2 separate regions of the Mus musculus genome follow, and region 2 is linked to region 1. A link is a contact called in public promoter capture Hi-C data. All regions are on one chromosome and are shown on one strand. The core of a region is the stretch at or near the end of the contact, and the rest is flanking DNA. Distances in the headings are between cores, read along the strand shown.

Evidence for each region. Promoter capture Hi-C pulls out the DNA fragments that hold promoters and counts their contacts.
Region 2: a promoter capture Hi-C map of stem cell-derived epiblast-like cells shows a contact between it and region 1, with 3 times the contacts expected there. The contact joins the promoter of Gmnc here to the promoter of P3h2 in region 1. A contact is called at or near these places in 4 of 39 promoter capture datasets (the 3T3-L1 cell line, embryonic stem cells, hippocampal neurons and 1 more) and 1 of 9 other capture datasets (pancreatic islet).

Annotation. Positions count from the first base shown.
Region 1 is chr16:26,103,283-26,109,593 of GRCm38.p6, forward strand. It overlaps P3h2 (prolyl 3-hydroxylase 2), which reads right to left and starts at 2,531. Exons shown (of 15, transcript NM_173379.3): 1 at 1,934-2,531. The coding sequence starts at 2,401.
Region 2 is chr16:26,989,575-26,995,442 of GRCm38.p6, forward strand. Gmnc (geminin coiled-coil domain containing) reads right to left here and starts at 2,078. Exons shown (of 6, transcript NM_001013761.2): 1 at 1,899-2,078; 2 at 335-465. The coding sequence starts at 355.

The sequences.
Region 1 (6,311 bases), core at 1,281-3,780:
TTCTCATCTCTTCTTAATCTCCAACACATGAGCATCAGGGATCAGTTGCCTCCAGGAGCTCATTATCCTGGGTGTGGAAGGATATTACTCCTGAAAGCGAGCACAGTGTGTTTATCCTCTAGTTGAGAATGCCTGTTCTTCCTTAACTCTGCGAAGCCTCCTGTTTCCACTGAGTTATATCTAGGCTACGATAGACTCCTAAGTGCAAACTGGGTCCCAGATCTCAAGAGCAATTCAGTTTCATGTGGCTTTCGGACTATATAAATTCACTTATACATGGCACTATGACCATACACATATACACAAGAGCTGGTCACCCTGCTAGTGAATATTCCACAGTCCAAAGATGGCGGTAATGGTGCATATGTGTTTGTGTGTGTGTCAGTGTGTGTGTGTCAGTGTGTGTGTGTGTCTCCCTGAGAAGAAGGCAAGTCTACCTTAGAGTTTCCATGAAGCACAGAGAAGAGAAGAATTCTAATGCAGCCTGTAGGTGGTAATGAGCAAATTCCTATAGGGGTAAAAACATTTCCTTCCTCGGAATCTGTCAGTTATGTTAATCAAAGTCATTAGAAAAGGCCTCTTAGGCTTATGGTTTCATCTTCTTTGACCTCTCATTGGGGACCAGGGGTAAGGGGATGAGAAATAAATGTTAATATTACATAAAAATATATGCCTACAGAATCACAGAAATCCACATGCTGACTGCATGGCTGTTTATTTTCACAGGATGAGTATGCATCCTTCTCTTCTCCTGTTCGTCCGGAGAAGAGAAAATCTATTTGCCACGAGCTACAGACTCATCAGCAAAATGGCCACATCTCCCCCTTGCAGCCCAGACTCTCAAAAGGACCACACGACAGGATCACTCACATTCTGCTCTGGGAACCAGCTTAGTCCCTCCCCCAGAACTGACTAATTTCTGAAAGAACAGGAAAAACTGTGCCCTTTTCTTTCTAAAAGGCAGATTTATGCGTGATACATGTCTTCAGCAAATCCATTGGAAAGCACAAGAGAACAGACAACACACATGTCCTGGAGAGAATTCTGGGTTCTCTGTCAGTCCTTGACCCGAACTAGTCAACTCCTGAACCTCAGCACCATGCACACTGCTCTTGAGATCTGGTCTCTGTTGTGACCATATTAACTCCTCCCACTGCTGTCTGAAAGACCTGGATATATTGACTCAGAAAGATAGGCATAAGAAATGTGACCCTGAGAAACATGAGTTTGTGGAAGTGAGGGGCTGGGTAATTCATTCTACATTTTTGCCATGCAGCTAGTTAGGTCTTTTTAACTGGGGCTCTGGGGTATGCCAGTTTTGATTGTATACCTCCTGACAGCAACTCCGGGGAAGGTACATAGACGCAAGTAAAAGCAGAGAGCGCTGGGCATCTGAGGTGAAGTGGTCCTAAATGGTGGGAACCCCAGGAACCTAAACCAGTACCAAAGAAATCCGCACTTTCAGTAGATTGCCTCATACAGCTTCAAGCATCATTCCTCCACGACTTTTTATCTCGTTGCTCTTCTTTAGTTGAAGAGAAATAACTTTTAGGACCGTTTAGGGCCGTTTCTTAAACTTAGAAGATCAGACTGCAGAGTAAGAGGGATAGCTAAAAGGAGATCAGGAGTGGGCTATGTCAAAGAATTTACTCTAGGTCTAGGTAGAGCACAACCACCGAAGTGTTGAAAGACACTTTTGATATGCTCTTCTTGGCACAGCCCATTTTTGCGAGTGAAGAGGACGCTGAGACAGAGAGCAAAGCTGATCTGCCCACTTTCATCTAGTCTAGTCTCTGGGCTTCTACTTGCACGCAAAGCAGAGCCACTGCGAAAGGCTGGATGGAGTGTAGAGCAATGCTCCCTCCCACCCCACCCCCTATCCCACAAAGCCAACCCTAGGGTCACCCGCGATGGGCGCAGCCACGTTCAGTACCTTGATGTAGGCCCTCTGCAGGTAGTTGTAGGGAACTCTGCGTTGGAAGTCGCTGCGCACGTCCTCGCTGACGCGGTGGCGGGACGCGGGGCCGCCCAGGCGCTGGCTCTGGCAGCTGCGGGAGCAGCGCGCCCGCTCCAGCACCGCGCGGAAGAAGGGCAGCTCGGCTCCGGGGCCGGCGCCGGGGGGCGCGAGCGGACGGCGCGCCGCGCAGTGGCGGGCGCAGCGCGTGCGGATGTCCCGTAGGCGCCGGTGACTGCTCAGGGCGGCTTCCAGGTCCCGCACCGCTCGCTCATAGTCGCCGCTGTAGTAGGCAGCCACGCCGCTGGCGTAGAGCAGGTCGAAGGGCTGCAGCGGGCCGCGCTCGGGCTCTGGCTCCGGGGACCGGCGACCGTCCTGGGGGCCGCCCCGCTGCGGTGTGGGCAGCAGTAGCAGCAACAGCAGCGACACCCACGTGCTCTCCCGCATCCTCCGCCGGACCCGTGGAGGGAGATCGTCGCGCTTCTTGCCTGCCCCACCGCAACTCACGTTCGAGCCCCGCTCCAACTCCGAGGGCTAGCGAGCCGATCCTGCCGTGATCCCGCTGCGCGACAGCCCCAGGTGACCGCCGGCAGCGCTGCGGTCCTGGAGGCGGAGGCTCGCCCAGCTGGCCGCTCTTAAAGGGACGCCTCCAGCTCACACGCTCCTCCTGCCGCCGAGCCTCCGCGAGCCGCGCTCCAGCTGCCTGAGAGCTAGCACAGTCCTGAGAGGCCGACCCCTGGGGACAAGTTTTGCGTGTGGGGTCCCTTGTGGGTGGCAGAAGACGATGGTGTTGCTTTATCTTCAGCACTTGGGGAAGTGAGGTCCACAGTCGTTTTCTGGAATCTATGTGGACTTGCTCTTTGCAGTCCTTCACTCTTAGATGCAACATGAAGGGGCATTTCAGACTGCCTGAAAAGCTCTAGAGAAGGGGAGGAGGGCCCCTGGCCAGTTGAGTAGGTTTGAGGAGAAAGGGGTTTGCCCAAGTTTATACAGCTAAGAATAAGCAAAGGATGAACCTAGCTCTGCCCCACAAAAATAGAAGCTTCCCGCCCTCCTGTAGGGCAGGGTCTCCTCCCTCTTGCTTTCTCCCATGGCTAAGTGTGGATGTGTTCCTGTATTGAATGTGAAGACTGGGCAAGAACGATAAATAACCCGAGTTTCCTGTTCAGACCGCTGGAGGAAAGTGGAGCTGTACATTAAGTTCTGCCTTTGGCAGTTTTCCAGATGTGCACTGGGCCTCTGTTACTTACCTCATCCAAAGCAGCCAAATGCCCAACATGTCCAGTGATATTCAGACATAAATCCCTATTGTGAGAGTTGAACAAAGAGTCAGTTTAACAAACCCAGTACCCCAGGACTTAAGCAATGAACATCAATCTAGAAGTGGGAAACTTGACAGAAACAGCTGCCAGAGTCCAAGGAACTAGCTGGAGGCTTTCCTGTTCCTCCCCGTCTGTTGGGTCATAAATACCTTCTTAGCCAAGGTGTTCCCCTCTTTTCTGTCCCTTGGCTCCACACTCCCAGAAAAAGGGGGGGAAAGTGTGTTAGACTCTGGAGTCCAGCCTGCAATTCCCTGGGAGGACTTCTGTTTGTCTGGAACTGTCTGTGGGAATCTCACCTCAGTCTCTGGGCCATTGGAAAGATAACCAACGGGAAAGAACCGCATATATTGTCCAACTGACCCGAATTTGCTGAAGAAAGTCTTTGTGTAAAATGGTCACTATTCAAAAAAGGTGGCTAGTGTCGCAACCTTTCCCTTCTTCTTGTTGAGTTTCTCACCCTTTTGGCCATGAACCGCGCTGGCTAAATAACTCTGAAAAAAAAAAACTGATTCATGTACATATTAATTTTTACACCAAAATTCTCAAAATTGTCTATTTCCATTCATGGCAAATCTTGCCTTAGATGGTCAGTGCTCCAGAATTAGCAAAGAGTTTTTTTTTTTTTTCTCCTGGTGATGAACTGTTCAGATAAAGGTGGCAGAGTCTAAAATTATGGATCTATTTGGAGAAGGGTTTGAAGCACACGGAATAAAAAATGCTATCTAGGAGACAGATCAGCTGTGAAGATAATTTTGCATGTCTCAGCTCTACATCATAGACATTCCTATATCACTGAACACGTGTCACTAAATTAATATCTCTAAGTGCCTGCCCCTGGTGTGTGGATGATGGGGGAAAGAAGATGTGATCATACCAGTGTCCTCACTTCTGCAAGTTTACAGTGAAATGCAGGAAATGAACACAGGTCACAGGAGTCTGATACAAACTAAAAATGTAGAACATACTAAGTGGAATTCAATGTGCTCTGATAAAATAGTTGCTAAACCTTCTGCAGGACAAAGCTAAAAAAAAACTTAGGAGAAAAGACCCTAGACAGAATTCAAAGCCTATAGTCCATAGCTCACAAACAACCTAGTGGCTCCCAGTTGGGGCGTGTCTTTTAAGCTTTGTGTTGTACTTCTCTACAACATATGGTTGATTATTCACTTAAGTAACCCTTCAGATTTTTTAAAACATTGGAATGAGATGATAAAAATTTATATTTGGTCCTAGCTCTGAGGGATTCTGATTCAATTGGTATAGTGTAGTACTAAATAGCTTTGGCTCTGCTAGATTCACATGTTTCAATGCTTAGTCTATGGGGAGTGGCACTATCAGAAGATGTGGTCTTATTGGAGTAGGTGATGGAGGTAGTGTGTCACTGTGGAGGTGGGCTTTGAGGCCTCCTATGCCTGACTTCTACCTAGTATGAAATCAGAGCATCCTCATGGCTGCCTTCTGATCAAGATATAGAACTCTCATCTCCTTCTCCAGCATCTCGTCTCCCTGGATATTGTCATTCTTTCCTTCAAAATGGTAATGATGAACCTCTGAAACTGTAAGCCAGCCCCCAAATTAAACGCTCTTCTTTGTTAGAGTTGCTTTGGTCATGGTGCCTTTTTTTTTTTTTTTTTTTTTTTTTTTCGAGACAGGGTTTCTCTGTATAGCCCTGGCTGTCCTGGAACTCACTTTGTAGACCAGGCTGGCCTCGAACTCAGAAATCCACCTGCCTGTGCCTCCCGAGTACTGGGATTAAAGGTGTGTGACACCATGCCCGGCATGGTGCCTCTTCATAGCAGTGAAACCCTGACAAAGATAACGACCTAACCAATGAGATTTGCAGATGCTTCCCAGTTGTTTCTTTTCTGAAACCAAGGTTAAAAACCACTGTCTCTATAAATGCCTCATACTGAGGAGTAAGTCTGTGAGGTAGGGCTCCATGTGCTATGGGCATGTTCAAAGCCTGAGATTCTGGAGTATAGGGATTTGTATGTCTATCTGCTTTCTGCAAAAAGCTTAAGATGTGCCTTTAAAAGTTTGATTAGGTCCCTTCTAGTTCCTCCAGCACCGGGGTAGTTTGGGTGCGGAGTCTGCAGACACCAGCAGGCTACCCACAAGACCCTCCACAGGATCTTAAGTCCTCTGGTGAGTAGACACAGCTGCTGCTCCAATCCAATCGCGTGGGACCTGAGACTGCATTAAATAGGGAAGCAGAAAACCCGGCCTGATCAGGAGCACAAGTCCTTTCCGGTCACCATCAGCACAAGGGTAGCTTGGGCGCTGAGTCTGCGGACACCCGAAAGCTACCCACAGGACCCTCCACGGGATCTTAAGACCTCTGTGAGTGGATCACAACTTCTGCCAGGAGGCAGGGTCGAACACGAGATATCTGGGCACCTTCCCTGCAAGAGGAGAGCTTGACTGCAGAGAATACCCTGAACACTGAAACTCAGAAGAGATCTAGTCTCCCAGGACTGCTGATAGAAGCTAACATAAACACCTGAGGGACAAGATCTAACCAGAGACAACTACAACAACTAACTCCAGAGATTACCAAATGGCGAAAGGCAAACGTAAGAATCTTACTAACAGAAACCAAGACCACTCACCATCATCAGAACGCAGCACTCCCACCCCACCCAGTCCTGGGCATCCCAACACACCCAAAAAGATAGTCCCTGATTTTAAAAGAATATCACATGATGATGGTAGAGGACATCAAGAAGGACTTTAATAACTCACTTAAAGAAATACAGGAGAACACTCCTAAACAGGTAGAAGACCTTAAAGAAGAAGCACAAAATCCCTTTAAAATTTGCAGGAAAACACGACCAAACAGGTGATGGAATTGAATAAAACCATCCAAGGCCTAAAAGGGAAGTAGTCACAATAAAGAAAACCCAAAATGAGGCAATGCTGGAGATAGAAAACCTAGGAAAGAAATCTGGAAACATAGATGCGAGCATCAGCAACAGAATATAAGAGATGGAAGAGAGAATCTCAGGTGCAGAAGATTCCATAGAGAACATCGGCAC
Region 2 (5,868 bases), core at 828-3,327, 890 kb after region 1:
AACAATGGATCCCAATGGAGAGCTGCTCCACTTGAGCATCAGGCATCTGGTCCTGCCTATCCTCTGCTTCGCTGTGCATTCTCACTGATCCATTCTAATTAGACAGACAGCAAACTCCGCATATTCTGTGTACCAACAACCGGCTTCTAATATACTCGTGTTCACGCTTTTTCTGACACTCACATTTTATTAACACATGCTGGTTTGGCATTATTAACATCTCTCTCCCTCTTCTGCCAGAAAGAGCCTCTGAGTCAGTCCTTAGCATTTCTTGTTTCTGCCTCTTTCTAACCGGTTTTACTGGCACCACGTTGGCCAGGAGCCCATCACTAACCTGGAACACAGCATCTTCCATAGCCTCTTGTTGCCCAGTCCGTGATTCTCATCACTGCTCAGTTTTTGTCAAGCATCATGCTCATCTGTGAGCTCACACGAACGCCTTCTTCAGCGAGTCACTTTTTCTTACTGCAAAAAAACGCTAAAAGATTTTAAGAGCTCTCAAAATCAGTCCCCCGTGTCTAATCAATGTAATTTCCCATGTCTAATCTGCACCTCCTTATGTTCCTGGTTATAATATTCACAATAAGTGAAATCTCACTGTACATTAATCACACTGAAAGTGAATTGTAAAGACCTCCCACTATGACCTCGCAAATAAGTCTTTTGCTATTGAAACAAGATTATAGTTTGGGTCAATTAAATTTTCTTTTATTAAAACACACCCAAATAAGAATGTAGGAAAGATTAAACTGGAAAAGTAAGTTTATTAATTTATACTTTTATTTTTGGTTTAAAAAGAATTATTTCTTGCTTAGCGACACTAATAAAATATTTTTTTCTATGATGGCAAATTGTGTTTAAAAACAAACCTTTGGCTCTGATTGTTAACCAGTTTGCCCCACAGGGGGTAGTGAAGAGGTTTTGTGCAGCTTGTCTAATATTATCCTAAAGGGTTATTAAGAAAATTGCCTGTAACTTGTACCGATCTGTGGTTTCTGCAATTTCCCATTGACTTATGTCTTTTAATTCCCTGGTTATACACCATATCAGTTGTTTCTTAATTCACTTCAAGCCACATATCATTATGTCTGTTACTCAGAAGCCCCAAGTCCCTTGCCACCCTCAATGGTTATTTAATATGATAGTGGAGATTATGTAATCGACAATGAAACTGGATCGCAAGCTGAGGCTTAAGTTGTAAGGGGCAGTAGACTATTCTCAGATTGCTTCATGAAAGGATTTACAATAATAGCAACAAAATCACAAGTCTTAAAATTAGCATTATTTAAGTAGCCAGTTTCCTATCTATATTTAATTTTCTGGATTCTTAAGTTTTATATTTTAACTACTGCTTCTGCTTTCTCGTGTGTTTATATCCACATTCCTGGTCCCATATATGTCATCAATGAAGATTATTCTTTCTAACTGCTATAATATATTCATGAATATAAACTCAAAATAAAATATTGTAACATTTAAATTACAGGAAATATACCCTTTTTTAAAGTTGAGAAATGTATTCCACATAGTCATACTAGGTTTTTAAAAAAATAATGCTACCAAATTCTGGTAGCAAAATTCAATATTATTCGATGCTGTTATTATTAGTGTTATTTCTTCAATAAAAGCTGTATTGATAAGCTTGGCACAGCATGCATATGTGAATGTACATTTGCTAAAAGTATTCATCAACTTTCCATTTATATTGAATAGGCACATTTAAAGCCATATATACATTTTCAAAATATTAGGGGCTTTTTTTGTGTGCAGTCAATAACAACTAAAACAATTCCAGAAAGTTCTCATTTCTCCCCCACACATTGTGTGACAACTATTTCCCAGAGAGATTGCCCAGACCTGCAAATTCATACATGTAAGTTTATATGTAGCACTCTTACCTTGAGATGAAATTTCTTAGCCAGAATCGTGCACCACTGTCTCTAACATTTAACGTCTCATTACTCTCTGGAAACCTCACTACTACCTATAAATGTGTTCTGCTGGCTCATAAACAATTATATCATCAGTCCCCTCCGTCTGTAACAGGAGACCTTAACCACAGAACTGGGAAATAAAAGGAAGACTTGTGCCAGGAGCAATACTGATGCCAAAAACCTGCCTTGCAATGATTGGCTGAATGGGCCAACCAGTTGAGTTTCATTCACCACACCGGACTCTTGAGTTAACCTACAAGCATTTTTTTTTTCATTTTCTCTCTATTTTTTTTTTTCCTTTTCCAAGGTCCCCTTTGATTTCATGCTGGCTTTTTAAATTGAGGATAGAGTTAATTCACTTAACAATGCCACAGCTGGAATTAAGTATGCCTCTTTTACTGCTGGGCTGAGCGGCTGTACAGCCTGGTTGTGTCTTATTGGATGCCCAACACCCTTGACGGCTGTTGCTGACTGAGTGGTGCCTCTAGCGACAGGAAAGAAGTTAACTAATTATGAACATATGGTTTGGCAGGCACCTTGTTAGCTTGCTGCTGCGTAGGTGTTTGGAAGCAGGAGAAGGGGAAACTTTGAGGTAGAAGGTGCGGTTAAAAGTCCCACTGATAAGCCTGGGGGAGATTTGACTGATCCTAATCTATTCTTTTTGTCAGGAGTCAGCGTGCTTCTGGCAGCAACAGCTTGGTAATAACAGAGATTTGTGGCCCTTAAGCTCTTGTGGTGATAGCCGGCACACGACCAGACCAGTCAACTGGCTGCTTAAAAGGTCTCGCATTAATTGGCCATAGTGGTGAGAACAGAAATGAGAAGTTAGGTCAAGGTAGAACACATGGTCTACCTGAAATGGCTCACCATGATCAGCTGCACAGATGTCGTTCTTTATTGATGTGATCCACAGTAGAGGAATAAGAGAATCCTTGGGGAATGGGCTGCAAGAAAGTGTGTATAAGAGCAGCAAGTGTGGCCTCTGTGTGCAAATTACCTCAAGGAAAACACAGGTGTATACAGAATTGGAAGAAGAGTTATCACATTGCTTGTGGGTTATTAGATTAAAAAAAAAAAAACAACTGAGTGCACTTTATAGAAATGAAAAAATTAAAAACTAAACAGAGAGTACTGTAGAATTGAAGAATTCTGTGACTTTTACAAATATATCAGATAAAATAGTGTTTATTCATACTCAGTGATCAACAGCAAGTCATATGAAATAGGATATTTTCTCATAACTATGTCTCCGTATATGCAACAGACTTGTCTCATTATATTTTCTTTTGCTATTTGTATGTGTGAACATGTATGTCTGTGTGTCTGTGTGTGTGTGTGTCTGTGTGTCTGTGTGTGTGTGTCTCAATGGATTTGTGCCTGTGGTGCAGGCGCCAAGGAGGCCAGAGGCATCAAATGCCCCTGGATTTGGAGTTACAGTGGTTGTGAGCTTGCTGGACAGCTGGATGCTGGTGCTGGGAACAGAACTCTGGTCCTTTACAAGAGTAGTATGTGCCTGTAAGGACCAAGCCAGTAACTAGTTCCTAGTATTTATGATTTAAGCACAAACATTTAAACATTTCACTACATTGTTTGTTGTACTATAAAGGTTTCCACGTAATATGGGCCACAATGGACTTATTGTTTTTATCAATAGGCTCATTTTTATCTAAAGTTTACAACTTTCTAAGACTAAGTTTCTCCCTGTCTCTCTCTCTTCTGTCTCTGTGTGTCTGTGCCTGTGCCTGTGCCTGTGCCTGTGCCTGTGCCTGTGCCTGTGCCTGTGCCTGTGCCTGTGCCTGTGCCTGTGCCTGTGCCTGTGCCTGTGCCTGTGCCTGTGCCTGTGTCTGTGTCTGTGTCTGTGTCTGTGTCTGTGTCTGTGTCTGTGTCTGTGCCTGTGCCTGTGCCTGTGTCTCTGTCTGTGTCTGTGTCTGTGTCTGTGTCTGTGTCTGTGGTGTCTGTGTCTGTGTCTGTGTCTGTGTCTGTGTCTGTGTCTGTGTCTGTGTCTGTGTCTGTGTCTGTGTCTGTGTCTGTGTCTGTGGTGTCTGTGTCTGTGTCTGTGTCTGTGTCTGTGTCTGTGTCTGTGCCTGTGCCTGTGCCTGTGTCTCTGTCTGTGTCTGTGTCTGTGTCTGTGTCTGTGTCTGTGTCTGTGTCTGTGGTGTCTGTGTCTGTGTCTGTGTCTGTGTCTGTGTCTGTGTCTGTGTCTGTGGTGTCTGTGTCTGTGTCTGTGTCTGTGTCTGTGTCTGTGGTGTCTGTGTCTGTGTCTGTCTGTCTGTCTGTCTCTCTTTCTCTCTCTCTCTCTGTCTTGCTTTGGTGTGAGACAGGTTCTTCTGGCTATATACCCATAATTTCCTTACCCATCCTCATGAGTTCTGAGATTATAGTCCTGAATCTTCTACAGAAGCATGTTGTTCTCTGAGAGGTTCCACTCCGTAGCTAAATCAGACAGATGCAGACACCCATAGCCAAACAGTGGATGGAGCTTGGAAACTGTTATGGATGAATAGGAGGAAGGATGCAGGCCCGGAGGGATAGGACTCCACAGGAAGGCCTAGGCTTTCCCGCACATATGTAGTAGATGGGCAGCTTGGTCTTTAGGTGGGTCCTGAACACCTGGAGCAAAGGATATCCCCAAAACTATTGTCTGTATGTGAGATATGTTCTTCTAGCTGAGCTGCATTCTCTGGCCTCAGTGGGAGAGGATGAGCCTAGCCTTTCTGAGACTTGAAGAGCCATAGTGGAGGGATACCCAAGGGGGCCTAACCTTTCAGAGGAGGGGGAGGGAGATAGGGGTAAGGTGTGGCGGGGGTGGCTGAGAGGGGAGCTCTGAGTAAGATATAAAGTGAATTCGTAAAAAAAAAAAATTAAAAAAGAAAAGGGAAAGGAAAACTCAGGTTCATTATTTTTGCCATGACTAAAAAGCAATAATTATTTCAGCTCCTGTTTTCACTGGACAATTTAAAGTATATTTGACTCTACCCACAATTGCCCATGTACATGACTTCATTCTAATTATATCACTTAGCTAAGGGATAGAGAATACTCCATGCATGTGGGCTTCAGATTAGAGGAGTGACTGAGTCTAGTTCCTAACTGTGACTCTGATACTAATTAGCTACATGACCTTGATCAAGATGCTTAACTTTTCAAAGTTTGAAATTTATCTCCATAGAATAAGAACATGATATACTGAGTTCTTTAAGGATGTTATAATGAAAGATGCAGAGTGTCAAACAAACACAAGCACCTGAATCTTAAAGTATAATAGAAATTGTGTCTGAGATAGGGTTTGTGTTTCAATTACTAAGAACATAGCTGAAGTCTTTTACATGTAAAACAAATTCTTGAAGGAAGAATAGTTGAAAATACAAGTGCCAGTGTACTTGTGTTTCCATAATCCACTATGTAATATGTACAATATGATCACAATGGATTCTCACAAAATTGGTTCAAACTCAGCCATCTTAGCAATAAGTGGCTGGTTTCAGGGAACTAAGTTATACAATCAATAATAAAACCATTCAGATGTGGAAGACTCAAGCGATGAATGTCTACTTATCTGACATTGTCAGAGCTCGGACTTTCTGATTTTGTATAGAGAGTACCTCGTTACCAGCACTCAGTAAGGCTGCACTGGAGAATGACAGTAAGACTGACCATACTTCAGACAGTGCAGACTCAGGCAGCCATATAGCAGGAAAATCTCTTTCTTAGATACTGAAGTGTGGACAGAGCCTGGGGAGATGGCTTAGCCAGTAAGACCACTTGCTGAAGAAGCAGGAGAATCATCGGAATTTTAAAATAAAATAAAAAAGCAGCACCCTTATAAAAAGACATGTATGGCTGAACTCAGGGTCTGAAACCCCAGTACTGTAGTGAGTAAAGATAGGAGGAGATCCGGGGTCTGATAAAACTGTTTCCAGATTTAGTTCTGTCT